Regions from separate parts of the Dromaius novaehollandiae genome. Here region 2 is linked to region 1. Evidence: chromatin contacts called from public Hi-C data. All regions are on one chromosome and are shown on one strand. The core of a region is the stretch at or near the end of the contact, and the rest is flanking DNA. Distances in the headings are between cores, read along the strand shown.

Evidence for each region. A called contact is a pair of places that touch in the nucleus more often than the background predicts.
Region 2: a Hi-C map of brain shows a contact between it and region 1, with 6 times the contacts expected there. The contact joins the enhancer-like site here to the promoter of VGLL4 in region 1. A contact is called at or near these places in 3 of 4 Hi-C or Micro-C datasets (brain, liver and ovary).

What each region holds. Positions count from the first base shown.
Region 1 is chr12:6,911,511-6,919,004 of bDroNov1.hap1, forward strand. It overlaps VGLL4 (vestigial like family member 4), which reads right to left and starts at 4,224. Exons shown (of 6, transcript XM_064518834.1): 1 at 4,186-4,224; 2 at 3,853-3,916. The coding sequence starts at 4,209.
Region 2 is chr12:6,962,835-6,970,328 of bDroNov1.hap1, forward strand. It overlaps TAMM41 (TAM41 mitochondrial translocator assembly and maintenance homolog), which reads right to left. Exons shown (of 13, transcript XR_010391212.1): 7 at 7,402-7,464. Among named protein-coding and RNA genes, the nearest start is that of TAMM41, 20 kb to the right of the region's middle. Within about 2 kb of position 3,022, at least 1 of the 2 cell types and tissues checked has open chromatin away from gene starts, as enhancers often do.

The sequences.
Region 1 (7,494 bases), core at 2,974-5,473:
GCTGCATCAACAGCCATGCCTCCAAGACCCACATAAACAAACATAATACAAGAGTAAACCCTTTGCTCAGGGATCCGGACACTACAAAACATAACATTTTTTTTCTTTTCTTTCCTTCTCCCAAAGCACAAAGGAATGACCATTGCAGCCACGAATGGCTGTTATCAAAATACGCATCTTGTACATAACAGATAGACATTAATCACGTCAAACTAACTTATCCCTTTTACAACCTTTAAAGAAAAAAGCCCCAGTGGGTAGAACATCTCTGACCCAAGGCTAATGCACACATTCTTATTTCACCTGTACTTTATTAGCTAAAGATTTCAACAATATGGCAAATGTTACAGAACACAAAAAACGGTGTTGCTATAATCAGTGAAGTTCCTTGAGGCTGAAAGATTAGGCTTATGCCTGAGAATTTTACCAATGATACTAAGTCGCAGCAAAAAAATCTGAACAGCGTTTACACTCTCTTTCATTCTTTTCATTCCCTCTTATGCAATCTTGCTATAGATAAATAAATAAATACAGTATTAGAATAGCAATATCTACTAAGGAAGTATTTTGTGAATGTGCGTATCTCCGTCACTGCATTAGTATTCATGAACTGCCACGTAACTGAAGTTAAGAAGCTCCCTACTCCCTGAAGGACCAAGCCAGGAGGAATCTTGGTTTCAAGTCCCCTACTACCCTAGCTTGCAGGGAAACTGAAAAGACAGAATAATGTGCCCAGGAATATCTAGAGTTGCAAGCCCTACCAGCACCCAGGAATGGATGTTAAAGGATTGTCTTGACTGGGACTTGGATTTTGTTTCTGTTCGTGGAGACACATATATACAGACTAAAAAAAAGTGTATATGTATATCAATATAAATGCAATATTTCAGAACACTTCTTCGTAAATATTTATCAATTTAGAACCAGCCATTTCATATCAGATCAACAAAGCAACATTTAACAACTCAAAAACCTTTTCGTTAATTAAAGCCTGCCCTCATTAGCAGCAACTCATTCCCACTTCTTTCTGAGAATTTCGTTTTCCCTCCATCATCTCTAGAGAGCTACTTGTTTCTGACTCCAAACTAAATTCACCCTCCTATTGTACATGAGGGACCACCAACCCACTTCTGCATAAGTGAAGAAAGGGTTAGAGGACAGCAGAGGCAGGGACAAACTCCTACTGCTACATTATAGCTGCCACTGCAGAGCATGGATGACCCTTCATAGCAACTGCCATCATTTTTTTTCCTCTCCCTCTCTCTCTCTCTCTCTCTCTCTTTTTTTTTTTTAAGTAAAAGTAGTGTCCAGCTCTCTGGGTCAAACTCTGAGATAGGTGCAGAAGGTAATATAGGAGGCCCCAGCAATAACTGCTGCTCCAGCAGGTACCTCTTGTCTCCGGGAAGAAGAGCCAGCCATTTAGGAAGCAACCCACTTTCCTTCTACCAGATGGATCATGGTGACCCAGGGCTTGAGCTATGTCTGTGATGATCTTCTCTTCTCTTACTGTGGCACAGGAGTTGTTACTTCTGGTAGTTTCCAGGCTTAAATCCTTTGTTTTTTTCTGGTTTAAAGTTTGTTAACGAACGGTGAGCAAAGGCATGCAGCACACATAGTTTGCTGATCTTTCTAAAAACTAGAAAACAGCTTCACAATTGTGAGAGACTGCAGGCAGCTGGAGTCAATGAACCAGGTGATCACTTCCAAGCTGTGAGGTGAATTGCAACTGAGAAGAGTATTCAGCAGTGCCTGATTTATCTTGCCTTCATTCTTAGACGACTTGCTCAAACTCAACAGCAGACAAGGAAAATCAGGTTTACCACAAATATTTTTCATTTCTCACTAATACTTTACATTTCACAATTTGTTCATGCTTTTCTCTTTTTAGTCTTCTAAATTGTGCTAAAAACACTTAAAAACCAGCTGAAATGAGCAATAGATAAGCCTAGTTTATCAAGGTCAAAAAATTGTTATTTGCTAATTAAAATCTTGATAATCTTTCCTGTTACTTGGATAGTAATTTAAATTTCTAAAGGGCTGATAATAATCAGAAGCATAATTTATCTTGAACTACAAAGAGTCTCAAACACGGAACCTCAGTGCTTCCAGATGCAAACAGTGAAGTGTTAACTCTGCCATGACCTAATATTTTTTCAAACAGAGCAGAAAAAACACTTTATTTTTCCAAAAGTGGTAAATCTACCAAAGTTAAAACACAATGCAAAGAAAAAAAAAATCTGAAAATAATTCGTAAGAAAAAAAGAAAAAAGCCAACCCTAAGTTAGCTTGATGTGAACAACTCAGGCATCTAAAATATTTTTTACTTAGAAAACTTAGGAGCCAGACCATGTTTAGAGGCTAGATTTCAGAATTACTGCGTGTATCCCTCATCTTAGAAAAGAAGCAAATCCAGTTTCAAAAAACCACTAATTATAGGGTATAGAAACAAAGCAAAGGGCTCGAAGATTGCTAAAGTCTTTGAAAAGATTTCCTCTTTATTGCTAGCTTGGCAAGACATAAGATGCTCACAGGGCCTAATTCAGCTTATACATAAATGTATGTAAATCTAGCTAAGTTGAGCTTGCTTTCACAACAACAGAAAATATTACCAGCAACATAGGTAGTAACCTTATAAATGAGCAGAAATTGAATTAAGCAAACGAATTCCAATGCTATCTTGCTAAAAGCAATGCAGTACAATCAGTTACAGCTTTTGTTACTAAACTAATCAACTCTGACTTTTAAACATTAAAGTACTTATTTATCCTAGACATTTGGATGACAATCTTAATAAGAACCTATTACAACATCCAATTATATAACTTGCAACCTACTCATTTGTGATAAAAACTAATATTCAAATTTCATTCCAGTTTTAAGAGTATTCTTTATCAACCAAGGGTCTTGTTCTCTACTATTAAAATAGTATTTTATCCCCCCAAAATTATTTACCACCCTAAAAAACTAAACACACATTGACTTATCCCAAATTCTAATGCTCACAAAAACCACAGCGACACAGGGAACAGCAGCTTTGCTCTGGATGCTGATGGATATATTGTCCTCTGGATCAAATAGAAGAAAACAAGAAACAAGAAATACCACATACATTTATCAAAAGGTTGCACTTAGATTATTTAAAGTAGAAAGAATGTGTTTTGATTGTATATATGACGTATACACACAGATCATACATGCGCACATGTGCAGATGTACTGCATACCACACTGGTGTAGAATGGTGAATTTTAATCATTCCATGAGCTATGACAGAGAAAGTCCTAGCTGACTACGAGTACAACTTCATTGGTCTCAGAGGGAAAGAAATAAAAACCCCAACAGCTTCCAAAAGTAGTCAGCCCTCCCTGTTCCAAAATATAAACATCAGCTTCAGAGTTCATAGACTCAGACCCTTTCAAGTACTGACAGTGAGTGATGCGATACTGCTAGGAAGCTGAAACCCTCTTTTCTAACAGATCAAAGTTACCATTTCCAGTGCTGCAGGTACACAAGACATTCTCACGTCCAGAAAAGCCATTTTCAACCCCAAAATCAAATGTAGAGACTGCTGAAAACTGTCTATCAAAACTTTTGTTCCCCAATGGAAAAGGAGATCGTTTTTCTTATTGTGTTTTGCTCCTCCAAAAACAAGAGAGAGTTTTAAATAAAAGTTTTCAATTTTACATTAAGCAAAAAACTGTAGTGCTATTAATTTTCAGCTTTCTGACAAAACAATAAAGTATTGGGAATTATATTTGCACACATCTCACATCTCTTTTACCTTCTGTGCAGCAGGCGCTAGCCTTTTCTTATGGCACGTGGTGGTCACAGAGTGCTCCTGACTATTACTCACCATTTTTAATAGGAGACACCACGGTACAGGACATGAAGTTCAATAGCAGCATGGGGCTTCCAAACTACGACCAAAAGAAACAAAAAACAAAAAACAACTAACAAATGTTATTTTCTGATTTACCACCAAGAAGTCAGAATTTCCCTCTGATGAATCCTGCTCACACCAAAGATTTTACCAATGCTGCACGACATTAGAGACAAATGCTGCAGTAATCTGAGTGAACACTAGTGGAGTTCAAAGCTCTATCAGGATTCACCTGTTACTTGTTTTTAATCTGGTACTCCAAGAAAGCATGCATTATACACCCATACTGCCTGTCACCCTCCTTACCCCAAACTTCAAAATGGTGAGCATGTTTCAATCATATTTCAAAGACAGTTCTTGAAGATAGCTGCGCTCCTGAGCTTTCTGTGAAAACAGAGGGCAGGGAGAGACGACCGACCACAATTAAAGTCACCACTGAGGGAGAAGCAAGAGCAGCTCGATTGCTGGCCATGCAGTTCGGTGGCAGCTGGCTGGCTAACGACACTGCTACAGCTGGAGGGCAGCAGTAACAGGCAGGCTAGCTCCAATTACAGAGGGGAAAACAGAGGTGGAGAGGGAAGGATCAGAACTACCAAAGTTTTAAACACCAAAAAAGGACTCGGGTGTGCTGACATGTGCAAACCAGGTCACTTTCTGCACGGCTGAAGGTCCTGGTCTGGGTTTGTCTGTCACTAGACCAAGGAGCCACTGGTCGATGCTAAGATGTAAATGATACTCCGTGGCAATTCCAGCCCCTTTCATACAAGGGCTTTCACACCCTTGAAGCCCTCCTTCCCCCTTCCACTACCAAATTCTTGCATTTCAGTGAGCTTAGTTCTTACTCCTTCCCCCAAGCTCATCCCCACCACAATTCCACTCCCTGAAATTCAGTCCTTCCCAAACAAGACGAACATTCCCAAGTGTCCCCCAAATCTCCTCAACCTTCCAGAGAGTGTTTCCCATTGTTATATCCCTTCTCTCTTATCTCAAAGCTACTCTTTCCTTCTATGTGGGAACATCCTCACTCCTCAAGACACGTTCTCCTACTGCCCTAAATCCCATCCCCTGTTTTGCTCCCTAGCCCTACCTTACCGAGCACCCAGAGCCTCCTATCCTCTCTCACACTGCAACCTTCCAGCCCTTCCCAATCAAAGCGCAACACTCAGTAATCCAAGCCCTAAAATTCAAAGCCGCTATACCAGCTACAGCTGCCACGCTTCTCTAGTTCTACCTACCAGGGTGCTGGTGAGTGAAGGGCAGTGTACCAATGCTGTAGCAACAGGACAGGCCAAAGCACACACAGTACCAAAATGTACACAGTCATGGGTCACTGATACCAATAAACAAAATGGCAGATCCTCCTTTCAGTTATGTACTACTTACTCCACCTTGGTCTTGGTCATCTGCCTCTTGACCTTTCATTCCCGCTCACTGAGGTCCTCTCAGCTACAGGAATGGGGACAAACTCCAGGTGCTCAATCTTTGCTTTTACAAACTGCTAATACACCAAATTCTCCCCGAAGTGCTGGAAAAAGACACAGTCATTCTGGGTATAATGGAGCCTACAGACTCCTTCAAGAGCAGTGGGTACAGAAAGGCATTATTTTGGAACCAGACTGGTAAGTAAAGAGAAAGGGGTCCTAACGTTCCCAGTATCTCCTTCTGACAGCAACTCCATCACAGGGCAGATTCCCCCAGGGACAGATCCCAGCTCCCAAGCACGATGAAAGCAGCCACAGGAGACAAGCTGAGGTGAACAGAGAAACACTGTCAGTTCAGCCCATCCAGCCTTCACCCATTTCGTGCTCAATAGACTGAATAATATCACAGTGAATATTTTTGGTTTTGGTATCATGATAGAATCCAAACAGTTAATTGCCATAGTTACTGCTCCTATTCCATTTACTTTTCTCAATTCTCACCCATTAGGCTGCTGGCATGTAGGCCATTCCTGTTATCTGCTGCGGTCAGCCAAACCTGTCCCCTTTACACAGCTTATCCTACTTAGCCTAGCACACACTCAGCAATTAAAAAAAAAAAAAAAAAAAGAGAGAGAGAGAAAAGAAAAGGAAAAAAATCCCATATAGACATAAACCCTATTTATCAAAAGTTTGCATGGAAAAGCACCTTGAGGGTGGGGGGGGGAAAAAGGAAATAAGTTATCCCTAGATCAACAGCATATAAAAATGCAACACATCACTGCAGCATGCACAGTATCAGTGAAAGAGAACAAACTTTCTTCTCTTAGACCTTTGTTAAAACCTAATTTGGAACATAGGGGTCAAAAGCACTAGTCTCATGGAAATATTAACATCTAGAATTCATTATTCTACAAAAATATAATCGCAAGTTGCATAATTCTCATTTGCTTTTAAATTGTTGCCTAAATCTATTTAGCTTAACATAATACAGGTCATCAATGTGGGCTGATTACACTTAAGATGGGCATACTTCGTACAAAGTATTCACTGCACAGCACTGAATCCCATCTGGCTGGAAAAGTTTGCAATACCTGAATGAATTTTTTTCCTTTTTATGCATATCATGCATACGAAAGACGATGCATTACTGAAACAAGCCTTTTCAGAGATGCAGAATATGAAATATATTTTAGAATATTAAATATATATTTACACAGTGTCTTGTACTTGTAAGGGTCATCAGTGTGCCTTAAAAGGAAATAACTGTATAAGCAAAACCTCTTTTATCACTGTAACTAATGACTGACTCAACCACACATTTTCCCCATACAGCTTGTAAATCAGAAGACTACATACAAATGTAGCATGCTGGAAGGCCGTGTTGATTAGGACTGGTGCCAGTAGTCCCCTTATTTTCCATAAAGCAACAAACATATTGTACAGAGACAACTGTATCCATCTTGAATGAAAATATTATCTTTCTGCTGATCATATTTATACAAACAGAATACTCATCTATTTCAGGCCTGCACTCAAAAACTTAAGTAAAATAACCCTTAAAAACAAAGAAGACAGTTACAATTAGCACCATTTTTTAGCAAAACATGCATTTCCATAACAAAGAAGATTCCGTTTTTTTCTAATATCATCACACCAACCCTAAATGAGGATTCTAACATCACTGATGCAGCTATACTGCAAACCCCATCAGCAAAATTGAACTAAGAATATAAATGTATTAATTAAGACCTAGGTAATGACCATACACTAATATGGAACTGGAATTGTCCAGAGATCCACCGCACAGCATTTACTGCGTTCTGCCCTTTCACAGACATAGAAATTGGCAGAACAGAAAATACATTGTACTTAACTCTTCAGTTTAGCCTTCCACCCACAATGTAAAATTATGGCTCGCACTTACTGTATCAAATTCCATTTTGGGACATGGTTAGAAATAAAAACAATCCAATACCATTGTGAAATAAGGCAGCAGAGAATTACTAAATTTTACAATGAGGCTTAAACTATTGCTAGACCATATTTCAGCAGAAACAACCTGGTAGTATGACACCAATACGGCAAGCATATACAGCAAAAATGCAATTGCAAACTAATTTATTATACAAAATACTACTAAAATACTACTATTTGCCTACAGATATTTCCTAGGAAAACAAGACAACATACACTA
Region 2 (7,494 bases), core at 1,772-4,271, 50 kb after region 1:
CTGTCAAGTAATTTACATTATTGTTCCTAAATGCTAAAGATGCAACGAATTTTAAACCATCCATATGTACCATGCTCAAACTAATATATTATGCTTTTCAAGCAGTTTCTGCTCTACTGCCATGTAGCACATCCATCTGAGCAGGACTGAATCTGGCATGGCAATGGATGCCAACAACCTAATGGACTATATTATGCAGCAGGACGCCTGAGCAGGACCATTTAGTGAAATCTAGGCTGTTAAGCATGCAGGTTAATTAGCAGGCCACATCTGTGAGAGGAATCAAGTCACTGAAGCATTTCAACTCTTGAGATAGGAGCCCGCCATCAGATTTTTCAGATTAGATTAGGCCTAATCTTCAGGAACCATAGCTGTGCCCAAGCTGCGTGGCCAGAATTTGACAGACAGGATAACAGGGAAGAGAGAGATGTGAAACAGAATACAGCCAGGATAAAAGAACCATTTGCTCAGGCAAGACAAGCACAGTCTAAACAACTGGCACACAACAAGCTTTATGCTTGCAAACCCTACTTTACCAATTTCTTCCATTAACCAGATTTTCGTTAGGCTTGCTCGATGCTATACAGCAAGTGTAAGAGGCCCACTTTACAACTATGCAGTTAGAATTGTACAAGCATCTCCTTGAGTCTCATCTTGATTAAATGTAATCAAACACAGCACACCACCAAAAGCTTTCCAAACTTAGTTTCAGCCTTTGAAGAAAAACAAAACCAGAGCTTTGCTATTCAAAGGCTTGTGAATTAAAAGTGGAAACGGAATATAGTGGTTCCCCTCACCCAGGAAACGTGCTGCTGACTGGTGGGGTGGATATCTGTTCTGGTTTCACCAAGTTGTAAAGTACATTATAACCTCCCTGAATATTTTGTTATTGCCTCATCCTAAGTAATGGCAGCTACCATTTCATAACAGAGTAGCACATCTGAAAGAGAATAACTCTATGAGACTTACAGAATGAAATGACATCTGCATCCTTAGCTAAAAAGTGGTAATACTGAAATGATTTTAAGCATGAAAAAACAGATCAATAAGGCATATAGCCAGGTGAACTAAAGTCTCCTGGTAAAACGAGAGAAGGAAAAATAACCATGAGATGATGACAAATAGCTATAATTTGGCAACACCACCAACCTCGGACATATACCACAGACATCAGCGTGAACCCTGTCACAGGGATGGCAGCCTGGCCAACTTTGCATGATAGTAACCCGCCTGTCACTTGTTTACAATAAGCCTCCTATTAAATTGGAGTAGCTGTAATATTCTAGCATTATCTTCCAATAGCCCACAAAAAACTCCACCAGCAGTGAACTTTGGTAAATACCATACCATTTCACTAGGCCTACAATGAAGGAAGACATTTCTCAATTTTCATAATGAAGCAACGATTCAGCAGCAGTCATTGCTTCAAAATGTGTACAAGTTGTAGACACAAAGGGATTGAGGATAACTCCCATGCAATTTGTGAAGCACACCTTCAGTTCAAACAGTCCATAAAGTTCTACCAGAGGTAAGCCTTCTCTTACAGACCTAGACTAAGAAAGAGAACCCAGCCTTTTGCTGGGTTCAGTCATATAGTATTCAGAAACTTAAAAAAAATGTTGTTGGTCTTGGCATTCCAGTAGGGTTCTCAGATTCTAGTCAGTGAAGCTACTTTTTTTTTCTTCCTTCCAGTTTTTGATAAAAACAAACAAAAAAAAAAGAGTGCAACTTTTCAGATTACAAAGTATAATGAACCCTTACACATTCAAGGCTAAAAATACAGGTTTTAATGCTGCACAAGCAGCTTTAATTTTGTCCCTTACACGCACAGATAAGAAGTACGGTCCTGATGCATTACACTTATTACAAACTTTCTTATGTTTATTTAATAGAACAGCGTTTACCTGACGAGACTGACTAAAAGTCCACACAAGTAATTAACCCAAAAATCACACAAAGTATGACACACCAGGACCCAGGAAAAGTTCTTCTGAAATAAATGAAGTCAGACTCAGAGTTAAACCATCTACTACACTGAACTTTTGGAAAAAAAAGGTATAGTAATACTTGATTTAAAAAGACCTTAGAAAGTACTCAAATGAAGATAAAAAGACGAATAATATGTTAAGTGAACGATACTTTTGTTATTAGTAGCCTGGAGTCCCATGAAGTCAAACGAGCATGAGATAATAGGAAAAAGTACATGCTGTACTTCTGAAAGAATGTGTTGGAGAATAAAAAGCCTATCACGATAAACATGCTGGACACGATCACTTTTGCATTCCTAGTGTATCTAATTGCAATTTAAACAAACTGAACTTTGTTCTGTCAGGAATCATACATACGGATATTTTAAGCTTATAGAAGCCTATGCCTCCCATATGTGTGCTCAAACTTTATGTATTTAATAGGTTTTTACTCATGGCAAGCACACAAATGAAGTCACTATGTTACTTTTTCTGCAGTATCTCAAACAACCAGTAAATAATCATGTAAATTCTGGAGTGTCTCAGGTATGTGCATTACAATTGCATGCAGTGTAAGAATTCCGGTCACAGAATAAGGCCAAACTATGCTTAGCACATACATGGAAGAAGTGGTTCTGATCCCCAAGGTTAAAAATTACCTGTATGACTTGGATAAGTACTGTCCAATCTCCTAGGTACTCTACTTCCAGGATACACCCCCTCTAGTACTGAAATTGCTTTGCAAGGATCAATGTTGTTCTGCCATTCAAATGAAGTCAGCATATTTCTGGAATAGAGGTATAGCATGTGGCAAATAAACAGGAACACAGCTGATATAGCCCTGCAGGACACTAATTAACTGCGCTGGCACTGCAGCCTGCAAGTCAGCTTGTTCCAACAATTTGCCAACCCATTCTCCCTCTTGCTCAACATCAAGAGCTTTTTCATCTTAGTATTTCCCCCCTGCAGGGAGCACTCTACTGAACTCCACCCACTAGAGCCTTGAACCTAGCATCTTATGTAATAAGCTGCTTAAATTTCTGCCCTAGCCCATCATGCTACAAAGCAAAATACAGGTTTACACATACAGCTGGTTTCTTATAGCAGCCCTCAGGGTGATGAGTCACATGTGTAGTAAAAGTTAATGGTTGTAATTATGGCTCAGTCTCAGAATCTGAAGCAGTTGGACCACATAAAATGTCTTTCTACTTCAGCTATGAAGCTATGACTTGGTGGTTCCACGTCTCCTTTAGATTTTTCCACTATATGATACAGAACAAAGACCTAATGCACATGGAATTAAGACCACAGAATTTCAGTGAAAATATGGGTTGTATCTGGTTTTGGTTAAGGATCCCATGTTCCTTTTTCTGGAACTGTGTTACATTATAGCCAAATTACTATCTTACAGGTCCCCCAAAGTTTTCCTGTAGATATACCTGGACATAACACTATTTCCTTTTGAAAAGAAGGACTAATGCATATACTACAGCAATACAGTGGAGGCAAATATTTATATACTATTAGTTTGTCATACACAGACACATGCACTTTTTGCACATATTTACAGTGCAGTGGTATGCAATATTTGCCCAGCCAGCTGATAAGGACAACAGTTACTGCAGCATCTACTGAATATTCTATATATAAGACTGTTCTTTGTAGTTAAAAGAAAATAATTCCATGAAGAAAACAGTATACAAAGATCCCAATTCTTAAAAAAAAAAAGAAAAAGAAAAAAAAAGTTATTCAGAGCAGCTACAAGCATTTGTGTTAACTTAAAAGAATCTCAAACAATTGCTTCAACTGATGATTTAATTTGTAATATTTTATTTACAAGACATTTGCAAGGCTTGCAGTGTTCTTTTGGTATGATATAAGAAAGAAATCTAAGCTAAAAAAGTACCAACATCTTCAGAGGAGCTAAATATAAGAACTTCAGAGTTAGTTCCCAAAGACCATACAGATCCTGGTTATGTGGGAAAATAAATCAAATGATGGTGCCATCTCTAATGGGAAACAGAGAGCCAACCTCACCACAGAGTTGGGAAAAAAATTATATAGGCACATCAAAAACTAAATAGGGCATTTAACAACAAACAAAAATACAAAGCTTGAGCTCAACTTTAAAACCGCATCAGCAGAGAAAGATGAAAAAAGTTCTCTTAAATGGGTTGAAATTCTTTATTTTGACTGTGCTTCTTTCCAATGTTAGTACACAGCATGCCATCTCAGTAACAAGTATTCCTGGTTTAACTTTCAGTTTAGCGCCATGCTGTACATTGGACTGCAATGTTACAGACCAGACAGTAGGCTTTTTTTTTTTTGAATAAAGATCTAACAGTCAGCTAAGGAAATAACTGTGTGTTCCCCGTAACAGTTCAAAAAGAATGATGGCCAGATAATGAAAACTAATTCTTTCACAAACAGACTTAGGACAAAAGTACTGTTTCAGTTAACAGGAATAGAAAGAAAGAACAGGCAGAGCTTATTCAATGGAGCCACTAATTTCATGATTTTCATAATTTTCTTGTATTTTAGTTAATTTTCTTAACAAGAGCACTGCAGAAACATGGAACAGAAGAATAAAAAAGAGCCATAATACTTTTCTTAAAGTCTCTACTAGAAAGTATAAAATACTGCTTGGGGGACAGAACATTAGACAAGATATGGCTAAAGAATAAAAAAAGAAATAAAGCACCCTTAGAGATTAAATTTAACAGCAGAACGCTTTCCTGTAATAGACATTTACTGTATGGTTTAAGCAAATAATTTCTACGGATGAGACAATTTTTCTGTCTGGACACAGTATGTATATTATCTGAGAAAAGACTAAATAAATGGCAATGAAGCTGAACAGCATTAATGACTGCCCTCTAGCGACAAATATTTTTAATTAAGAAACTGCAATCAGGAGACCTTTATTAGAAGGTACAGCAAGATTTCAGATAGAGAAAAATGTATGATTGAATCTATTTGGAGAGAAATATAAAACAAATGTAAGCAAAATGCTTCTATTAACTCATTTCTAAATGGGATGGAAGCCCATCATCATCCCTCCTAAATTCCACTGAAGATTACTGAAGATCACTGAAGATCATACAAACCTTTAAAGTCAAGAAAGTGCCAGAAATGGTCCTTTTCCAAATAGAACTCATCGCCCTGAGCACATAATCTTTGAGTAACCCCAAAAGATCAGTCCTGAATACTGTTGCTCATGGTTTTGGCCAGATTCTGGTAGAAGTGCATAAATATGCTTAAAAAGAAAAACAAACAAAACCATGCTAAAAATAATAAAACTAAACTTCTCCCAAGGCTCTGTAAAATTGAGTTCATGTTTGAGGCAAAGGTTCACAATAGGTTTGTTTTTACCTTGATTCAAACTCCAAAGATCTGTTTCCAACACTAAATGTACTGGTAGAAAATACATTGTTTAAACATGCGTTACTCTAAGTAACCAGCTGAAGATAACTAAAGTTTATGCTAAAGCAAAAAACAATGCCACTATATATAAACTAAAAAGCAGCATTAAAGATGAAAGGAAGAAAAGACACTTCAAGAGTACCCAGTTTCAGGTGCACAAAGCAAAAAGTGCTGTAAAAATTACAAGTCCCATTAAAATGTGCATTAGAACCTCTCCAAAGTCCTAGTAACAATATACGCTTTAAGTGATTTGCTGAATAACACACAAGAGAAGTTAATGATTCCCAGAGGTTGTTTTCTGTCCATCAAAATTTAGACAGATGGAGAGCCTAATATGATGAAGCTTAACTGCTTTTATTCATAGTACTGCAGTTACACATGAACAGCTTTACTCCCTAGATCGGTTAGGCTGTTAACTTGCGCAAGCACTGAATTCAGACATGAAAGCAGTCCTTCTCCTCTTCCCCTTCCCAAATTCTTTTGCTCTACTAAATCTACCATCTGCATATTTAAAAAGAAATAGGCTACAAACTGGTATTTCTAGAACAGATATTCTGCAGTACCAGAAGTCTTGACCATTAGCAGGCAATTTTGAAAACAAATTCTAAAAGGACAAGAACTTCACTTATTTTTTTGGAGACCTTACTTTAGAAAGTCACACGAAAGCAATATGCAGGACATTAAAAAAAAATAATAATTTGTTTTTCTCAGATGGAGTTACATCCTTAACCTCCTCCAACTACTAAAGAAAGTTAGGCTATAGTTCTGTTAATACTTCTTGCAGTTAATAAAACCAAACTGTTAAAAGAAACATATAAAAAGAAGCAAGTCAACATACAAAGTACAAATGTTCCCACACACTTTACTCAGCAGACCGCTAATGGTCCCAAACACTACAACTCGTGTTTCTTTTAAAGGGGGCAGGAAGTATAACACGGAATAATCACCAATTTTAACACCAAATGGGAAGCAAAGAGCAGCTGTAGAAATCTGGATAAGAAGTAGGAATGTATACACTTGCTTTTTAAACCAATAATGGCATCATTTGTATAAAATTGCTTTTATGGAAAAAGAAATAGGTATGAAAGAATCTAGACAACGATTTGAGCAACTTCATGCAAGCAGCAAGGATTTTTGATTTTGCAGGAATTAAGATAATCTCCTGCTCAAAGTTTTGTTTTGGTTAATGAAACTCAGGTCTTAAGTCTTTCATTTAAATTTAGCTGCAGTTTTTTCAGCTAGTATAAGAATCAGGGTGTCTTAAAATTGAATCTATTCCAGGACTTAGAAAAACAGAATGAAGCTTCAACTCTGGAACTGGCAGTAACTTTTGCTCAATCAGGAAGACTTTGGTAGCTGAAAAGCATTCCCCGTTTTCCCATGTTTCTACACAAGTAAATCATTTTTCCCCTTCTATACGTTCTCTCGCATGACTCTAACACTAAGTCCTGTTCCGAAGCAGCTCATTTTTATGTATGAGAGTTACAGTAATATACAGTGCTCACCACATATAGGCTCACTTGGGAATACAGGATGTATTTGAATACATGCCTGTCTTCTCATCCCAGACAGAAATATCATATCCTTTTAAACTCTCTCCCTCAAAACTCATCTCTCATTTTATGATGATATAACATTGTAATACACATAGGAGAGCAATACTATGTATTGATCATTTTGGGATCCACCCACATGTAAAATGCCAGCAGCAGTTATGAAGCCATTTTATTAATTTTATTAATGCAAAAAGAGCAGAACCTGTGCACACCAGCCAAATCTGGCCCACATAAAAAAAGAAGTCTAAAGTTTAAGTCATGTAGCCCCCAATTCCTTTTGACATTTTACAATTTTTCAGTAGTTACAGAAAGCAGAAATATCTACTTTCAACATTTTCATTAGACAACCAAAAGTTTATTCGCTGAACTCCTGTAAAAAGACAGTCTTGAGGCCCTATAATTTTACTTTGTAAAATCAGAAGGCCTATGCTGATAGAAATTGCATACATTCTTACCAGCTGTTAATATGGTTTTAGCACTCTGCACTAGACTGGAAGATCTCACAATTCCCGAAATGCCTGCAGACAGAAACACACACAGATGTTATC